Linked DNA regions of Mus musculus: region 1 is linked to region 2. Evidence: chromatin contacts called from public promoter capture Hi-C data. All regions are on one chromosome and are shown on one strand. Each heading gives the region's core, a stretch centred on a gene start, on an enhancer-like site or on the middle of the called end of the contact. The rest is flanking DNA. Distances are from core to core; before and after follow the strand shown. Region 1 holds the start of Ptbp2 (polypyrimidine tract binding protein 2). Region 2 holds the start of Dpyd (dihydropyrimidine dehydrogenase).

Region 1 (3,857 bases), core at 1,204-3,703, 1.2 Mb after region 2:
GCATAAGTTAAAAGACAAAGAATCTGTCCTAACAAGGTGGAAAGGCTTGCAACCAACCAATCTGTAATGCACCAAGACACTAAAAGGTCTGTCTATGCCTTCAAGGAAGTGCCAGATGGTAGGCATGGAGTCAATTGTAAGGGCTGAGCAGTTTTTCTACCCAAGAAGTGAGGGAAAAACCTACACACACAAGAAAGCTCTTCAACAACTCAAGCTGGAAGGACTTAAAGCAACTGTGTCCTTCTTCCATGTCAGGACAACTGATTACCAGTGTGATTCATGCCTAGCACACACATTTCACTTTAATCAGAGTCAACTGTTTTAAACTAACACTTTACACTACTTAAAGAGGTTAAAAAAAAATCTGCTTATTATCAAGTAATTAACATACCATGGTCATTATCAATATCCAACTGTACAGTTGTTTATAGACTCTGACTTTACAAATTAAAGGAAATATTTTAAGCTTGGCTTTTGTTGTCAAGGCTAACTGAAATTTTCCACTCTTTACAATGGTACCATATCCAACATCCCCAGTTTCCACGTTACTTTCAAACATAATCTCCTACCTTCACACCAACAGCAACCTCAGTGACAATTCTGTAAAGGAAAAAATAAAAGTGTCAACCTCTTACTCTTCTAATGATCAATGCTTAACTTTAAAACTTTTAAGATCTTTTATAAATTACCCAGGCCCTGGCAATACACAGATGCTCAGTGATAATTTTTTTTAACTATTATTTACCTGGAGGTTTTTTGTTTTTGTTTTTTGTTTTTTTTTTTTTTTAGAAATAATTTTGAACCATTCGACGTTTCAGTCAGTTTATGATCATTTTTAAGAACCTTTAACAGCAAGATGAAAATGCAGAAACACTATACTATTCCTAACGTGCTTATATACTGACATCAGCAACGTTGAGTGAGTTCTTTGGTAACCTAAACAAAATCTGGAAATTGGAAAACTGTCTGGGGATAATTCACATGTCTAAAGCTACATTTCCTGTGGTAAATAATATCCCATTAAGGTAATTTGTGGCAATGATGTTTAAAGCCTTTTTATTATCTCTTCTAAAACACCAGATAACTAACTCTAGACTGATAACCTATTGAATAAACTCGGATTTTACTTTCTTAGACTCGTCAAATCCAGACCCTCAATTTTAATAAAGGTTCATGTTCACTGGGTCTCTTTTCGTGCCCCTTCCTCTCTGTGGGCTGTGAACTGTGGCCCCCTTCTCTGAACAATGAGTTGAACTGGGTCGTTCGGGATGTGGAGTTAACAAGGGCGCGACATTGGTGAGCCTCCTCTTTTCTTCTCACAGCTCTCTCATCTCACTCAGCATCCTCCGGTCTTCACGCCCAGCCTCTCCAAAGATGCAACACGACTCTGATCCATGTTCCATATTTGCTTGGGGGGCTGGTGTGGGGGGGGGGGTGTTTGTTTTTATTTTTGTATTTTTTTTTCCTCCAGAAACTAATCAAAGTAGGGGGCGGGGGAAGGCCAACCCTGTGTGGATTATCTGTTGTCTGCCTTGCGTGGCTTGTGGCCTTTGCCCATGTGACTGATGCTGCCTCTCCAACACTTCATGGGGGTTTGGTTTTGTTTATGGCTTAATTTCTGGGCCCTGTGGGCCGAGCCCCGAATTCTTGTTGTTGTCGTTGTGGTGGTGGTAAAGGCATTCCGATGGCCTCCCGCCCCCGCTCCCAGACTCGGATGAAAACAAAGGAGTGTGACATGTGCCCTCCTCCCTCCCGCCGCCACGCGCCCTCCCCTTCCCCGCAGCTCCCACTCGGCGCTCCGGCCGCGGCGTTTCGGGCGAGGCCGGGGATGGCGGGCCTCGCTCAGGCTTCGCGCTCCGCACAGGCCTCCGCGGCTTGGCCCGCTCGCGCCCGCGCCGCCGCCGCCGCCGCCGCCGCCACCCCAGGGTTCGGGTCTCCCCGCGGCGTCGACATGGCTCCCGAGGGGGCAGGGCCGCCCCGGGCTTCCCGCCCCATCCCCCGCAGTCGGGCCGCCCCGCGTCCCCACAGCAGCCCCGAGGCCTCCCCGGCCTCCCAGCCGCGGCTGCGGTTCGAGCCGGTAGCCGGAGCGGCCGAGGGAAGCCCGGGGAGGGGTGTGTGTGATGGGGCGGGGGTTGGGTAACGGCGGCGCGGCCTGGGAGGGGCCGCCCGAGCCCCGCTTCCCGGGACCCGACCCGACCCGGATCCCGGCCGCCGCCTCGCCGGCCTCCTCTCCCTCGCCCATCTCCTCACGGGCTCCCGGTACCTACCCGTCCATTGCCGAACCGGACAAAGCTTCGCTCCCAAGAACCGAGCCACGCAGCCAGCGAGCCACACAAGCGGCGAGAAAATGGCGGCCAGGGCCCGACGGAAATTGCCGAAGGTGCCGGAGCGCACGGGGCAGCGCGCGGCGGCGGAAAGAGCCGAGCGCGCGGGCGCCCGGCGGCGGCGGGAGACGAGCGGCGGGGCACAGGGACCGGGGGAGTGGGCGCCTCCGCCGTTGGCTGCCTCCGCCCGCTTGCCCGCCCGCCCGCCCGCGCGCGCACTGCCTCCCGCCCTCGGAGACGAGCCCGCTGCAGTGGCTGGCTGACCTGGGTTCTTTCTCTTCCGTGGGCGGTGTGAGTGGGACAGCCTGCAGCCTGCACCGTGTGTGCCTCAGGCTAGCCCGGACTGCAACCCTGCTGCTCTCAGGCTGCTTCCACTCTTCCTTCCAACCTCAAGCTGCATTATTACCACAAAGGACCAATCCCAGGCCCGGCCCGGGCACCCTTCGCCCTCTCAGCTCTAGAGAAAAAGACTTTATAGCTGCATCCTAGACCTCGTTTACAAATTCTTCATCCTCAAAGAGCTTACCCCCCTGGTCAAGATCCATTGCTTAGGAAAATATAACAACATCTCCTAATTAAGGACTGCTCACCAGCTTAGTGTTTGCTTACAAACCTGGAATCAATCAGGCCAAGAGGAAGAAAAGGTGATTCTCATGTGGGTTGGTAATTTTTGTGCATCTGTTAGGAAAAACATATATTCCAAGATCCCTACATGGGAATGGCCACACGCTGAGCGAGCGAGGTGGCAGAAAGCGTTCCTGTATTCCAACATTTGGGGATATGGAAAGAGGAGGCCAATTGAGTTAGCATTAGTTACAGGGGATGAAAATGTTAAAACGGCCTAGACAAAAATCACTTTTCCATAGAACTAAAGGTCTTAATATCATAGAACATGTTTTCCGTTCTTCTTTAATGTATTTGTATCATAGCCCCAGCAACATTTGGTTTCGGAAAATGTTCCCGGCATGCCACTAATGCCAGCACCACCCTTTGCTCTTCCCTACCTCCTCCAGCACTTACCAACTGTGTCTGTCCAGGTGTCCTCCATACCTCCTCCAGATCTGCCGCGTCCCCTTCAAGAAGCCTCTTGCCCTTACCACCTGGAATTTCACCTCACTAAATGGGAGATTGTATATTATTTTTAAAAGATAAGTCAGAACCTGGCCCCAGCTACTCCAGAGGATGAAGAAACTTAGTGAGACCTTGTTTCAAAGGCAATCAACAACAACCACACACATATGTGCACTGTTGTTGCTCTAAGAACGTTTCCAAGCCACCACCTGGTCAAATAGTCTTGATTTGCCTTAGGGATTGTCGATTCTTTTTAAAAATCTAATTTCCGGCAACACCTCCCTTCTATCTATACTTTTGACTTATGATACGTAAAGGCCCCATTATCATTTCCATTAATAATAGTTTTTCATGGGTTGTGGTTTTGTTCACATAGTTTCAACTCAACAATTAAATCTGTATGCTCCCAGAGGGAGGGAGGGAGGGAGGGGATCCAGGATGCATTCTCCATCTTCTTCGCAC
Region 2 (4,255 bases), core at 1,083-3,582:
GACTTTAGAGAAATGGTAATAATTTGGAGGTAAGTTTGGATCCTGGGAACTAGAGGAGAATTTGCCCTTAGACTATACTCCTGAATATAGAAGTAGTTACAATGAGCTATTTTAATCACAGATTTGTTGATTGATACTGTGACTCATTCTCCACAATGGAGAGAAACTACAGTTTTTCCAAAGCATTTTTAAATGCAGAATCTCCTGTCCCTTTAGTCAGTAATTCTTGTATGTTTCAAGCCCAGACAAGGAACAACATGTTCAGTAGACAGCGAAGTCAGACACTGATCCTGTTTATTTTGGAACCTGCATCTGAAACAGAAGACTTATATCAAGCAAGTCACATGCGAATGAGCAGGCAAATAAACTTGACATGACCATTAAGAAAAACCTAGGCTGTTGTAAGCTAGAATGGCAGAGGTAGGCAGGGCAGGTCTAATTTCTCTTGGTGGTTGGAATGATTCAGAGGCTCAAGGATTAGTGAGAAGGGAAGCAGTATCTTGGGGAGAGAAATGAGGAGAATCAGGGAAGAGATGAAAGTTCAGAACAATGCTTGGTGGGTGTAACAGTTGTTAGGGAGGAGAGACCCCAGTGAGGTAGAAGGTGGACAGGAGCTTGTCACGCAGATATGAACAAGAAGGATAACAACAACAACAATAACAACAACCAAACAAACCCCAATTGTATGTGGGCTGCATTGGGCCACTGAAAAAGGTCACATCTTGTGGGTGGGGGAGCGAGGGGGCTAATTCATATTTAGAATCCCACTCTAGAGTTCAGGAGACTTAACAGCAGAAGCTGACATACCCGTTTCCAAGTGACTCAAGATCTGGTTAGAATGGAAAAATCCTTAAAGTTGGAGAAAGATTAAATGAATGAGTGAGAATACAGAAGCCAAGGGTGAATCTGGGGGTTCTATTTAACCCTCTAGCTTTTATTGTTGTTGTTGTTGTTATTATTATTATTATTATTAATTTTTGTGTGTGCTAATAGTTGATTGAAGGGACAATATGTGTCCAACCACTGGAAGTTTCAAGACCTTAAAGGTAACCAGGTGGTTTGTACTATAAGCCCTCTCCAGGCATCCAAGACTGCCCCCCATGTGTTCCTCTTTTTCTGCCAAGTGCAGGCACCACAGTTTGTGTCCTGCCAGTCTTGTTGTCAGAGCAGTGATGAGCCTTCTTGAAGACCACATCTAGAAAACCCAACATGGCAGTGTTACACTGAAAACAAAACGAAGCGTTAAGTACATGTCGAATTAAAAGAAAATGGATAAAGTAACGAAAAATACCAGCGAGGAGGGAATCATATGATTCCAAAATTATCATGATCTAGCCAATAGGACGAAGTGCCCTGTGTGCCTTAAAAGAAACAGATAGCACCATGAGAGAAGATGTCCGACTTAGAAAATGGTCTGGCGCCTAGGCTGCCACAAAGTTGAGGAGAGGACTAGTCTGATGACATCATTGTTTCTCCCTACCAACTATGTGACCAAATGCACAAAATAAACAACCCCTGTTCATATTTATGAACGTCACATTTTAGAATATTACTATATATTTTTAAAAAAATAGGCATGGACTGCCATGCAGAAAGAAAGCCTTGATCCTCTACAGATACCCTTTCACTAAAGTAGTAGCTCTCAACATGTGCATGGAGACCCCTCTGGGACTCTTTTGGGAGTGGAAAGACCCTTTCACAGGGGTCACCTAAGATCATTGGAAAACACAAGTATCTACATTACTACTTATAATGGCAAAATTATGATTTTGGAATATCAATGAAATAATTTTATGGATGGGGATTACCACACATAAGGAACAGATTAAAGGGTCGCAGCATGAGGAAGGTTGAGAACCATCTCACTATAGGCTGTTCTAGACTGTGGATACTGATGTCTGTCTGTCTTCTTGTGCCCTAGGCTCCCCAATACTACTACTCCCCCAGAACAGCTTCAAAAATCCTTCCAGCCTATTTGCTGGTGGCCAGAGGAACACAGGTACTCCCTGGTCCCTGGAGAGTTCTGGGACATCTTATTCTTTAATCTTTGTTTCTGCACGTTGCAGGGCTCAGAACTCAGAAGAACATCAAAGACGCAATTGTTTGCTTTTAATTCTGGGGATCTCTGACACCTAAACCCGCCTACCAAACTCAACCTTGGGGAGCAAAGGCCAGCACAACCAGAAATTCTCTGGAACAGAGCCCGGCAGCTTGGGACCAGTGGAACGGTGTGGCTGTGAGGCGTGCCTTGAGCGTTGCCCCGCCCCAGAGGCGTGTCTTTAGCATAGCCCCGCCCCTTCCATATTGCCTTGGCTCGGGCAGTCAGTGCACCAGTGCTGGGGCAAGCTGAGGCTTTGGTGCGGGGCTGGAGGCTGCTGCAGCAGAGGGAGGGTCTGTGTGCGGGAGTCTGAGGCCAGAAAGCGCTGCCATGGCGGGTGTGCTGAGCAGGGACGCGCCGGACATCGAGGTACCGACCGCGGCCCTGGGGTGGGAGGGTCACAGAGGGGCGGGAGGCCCGGGGGCGCACCCGGGACAGAGCTGGAGATCCGCGAAGTTTCCCCGGGAGAGACTTGCGGACCAGGCTGGACACTGTACTCCGGCACCAGGACCTGGTTACTTCGTAGGAGACTTAAAAGTGGCCGTCTCTCTCTGCCCTAAGTCATAGTGACCCAGAGGCTCAGAGTGCAGAGGCTTGGACTCCAGGGGACAGTAGCTCCACTTCCCGCCCAGGGAACCCTCTAACTCCTCCTCTGTCCCCTCCGTGGTTTTGTGGGACAACCACCCAGTGACCCACCTATAATAACAAAGCCCCGCAGTATGCAAAAGTGGAGCATAGAAATCCAAGATCCAGGCCGCTGTTTCGAGCGGCGCTGGCCCTGGTATTGTTTACCACTTAATTTCACATTTGGAAAAAATGGAACGAAGTACAGAAGACATTGGAAAGTGCGACCTCCCCGGAAAGAGATACACAAACTGCTCTGTTCTCTCCTCTCAACAGTGTTTGATTCTCTCTTGTTCTCTGTTTCTTCCAAAAATCTCATTTTTCTGAGAACGATCCCCTACCTGAAATAGCAAAAAATTTTTCCTCTGAGTTCTATATACTTTAATGTGTGTGTTGGGAGAAAGATTTGAGTTATGGCCGTGATTTTAATCACGCTGAATCAAAGCCTGTGTCTCTCAGGTTTCAGTTCCGTTTTGTTTAGGGAATTTTCTTCGAGATAAAAGCAAAACAAAACTTTTGTAGAATATTCGTGTTCTCTTCCCTTACTGTTTCCTTCCCTCCTGCCCGGCCCCCTTTTCCCACCTTCTGTGTGTTTGCTTAGAAATAACACACCCTTTCCCCTCCCCCTCCCCCTCCCCCTCCCCCTCCCCCTCCCCCTCCCCCTCCCCCTCCCCCGTTTGTTCTGCTCTTTAAATACAAGTTTAAAGACACCTGTTTGCAGCAGGATAGCTAACTGGTTTTCTTCTGCACCCTGCTCTCCCCGCACCCTGCCGTCAGTGATAATGAACCTTTATATGCTCTTAAAAGAAAGCTGATAGTGTTCTAAGAGCCTTCATATTTTCCTTTGATAAATCCACTGTAGCAGTAAGAGCAAAGGATAACGTGTTGACTTCTTTCTCTGTGTAGTTTACTTAGACTTTTCTTCACAATTTCTTTCTTGGCTATTGAACAATATGACTGATATAATGAACTATATGTGTGTGCATGCAGGGCACAGGATACCTACCATGTCTGATCGAAGTCATGGTCTCTGGGTACTATCTTTGATTTAACACCCCTGGGACATTTTTGGTTTTGTTAAAGTAAATCAGTTAGCAATCCTTTGGCAGCATCCAGGCTTTACAGTTGTCAGGAATCAGGGTGTCACAGATCGGATGGCTTTTGTTTAATTTCAGAAGAGTGTTTCAAGCTTAGCTGACTTCATGTTTTATGTTGTTTCTCATGTGCTTGTCTTGAAAAAGCAGTTCTTATCTGTATTCTTATGAGGAAAATGATGCCGGTGAGGTACGAAGTGTCCAGTTTAATTGTATAAGTTTTCATCAAGAACATTTATTCCCTCTGGGCCTTCCTGGTTCATTCAGATGAGCGTAACATTGCTGTGTGTGACTCCCACTTGATGCACACCTTACAACTTGGAGTGGAGGCATTCACTGTCTTCAGCATTTGTACTTGTGTGCTCCACACTCTCATCAGTCGCATCTTTTTTTTTCTTTTTCACCCACAATACTTTACTTTCCCCTCAAAGTAATACCC

What was found. Promoter capture Hi-C pulls out the DNA fragments that hold promoters and counts their contacts.
Region 1: a promoter capture Hi-C map of embryonic stem cells shows a contact between it and region 2, with 5 times the contacts expected there. The contact joins the promoter of Ptbp2 here to the promoter of Dpyd in region 2. A contact is called at or near these places in 6 of 39 promoter capture datasets (cranial neural crest, embryonic stem cells, frontonasal cranial neural crest and 3 more), 1 of 484 Hi-C or Micro-C datasets (embryonic stem cells) and 2 of 115 datasets of contacts at active chromatin or transcription factors (astrocytes and embryonic forebrain).

Annotation. Positions count from the first base shown.
Region 1 is chr3:119,780,935-119,784,791 of GRCm38.p6, forward strand. It overlaps Ptbp2 (polypyrimidine tract binding protein 2), which reads right to left and starts at 2,454. Exons shown (of 14, transcript NM_001310711.1): 1 at 2,268-2,454; 2 at 570-600. The coding sequence starts at 2,275.
Region 2 is chr3:118,559,848-118,564,102 of GRCm38.p6, forward strand. It overlaps Dpyd (dihydropyrimidine dehydrogenase), which reads left to right and starts at 2,333. Exons shown (of 23, transcript NM_170778.3): 1 at 2,333-2,467. The coding sequence starts at 2,429.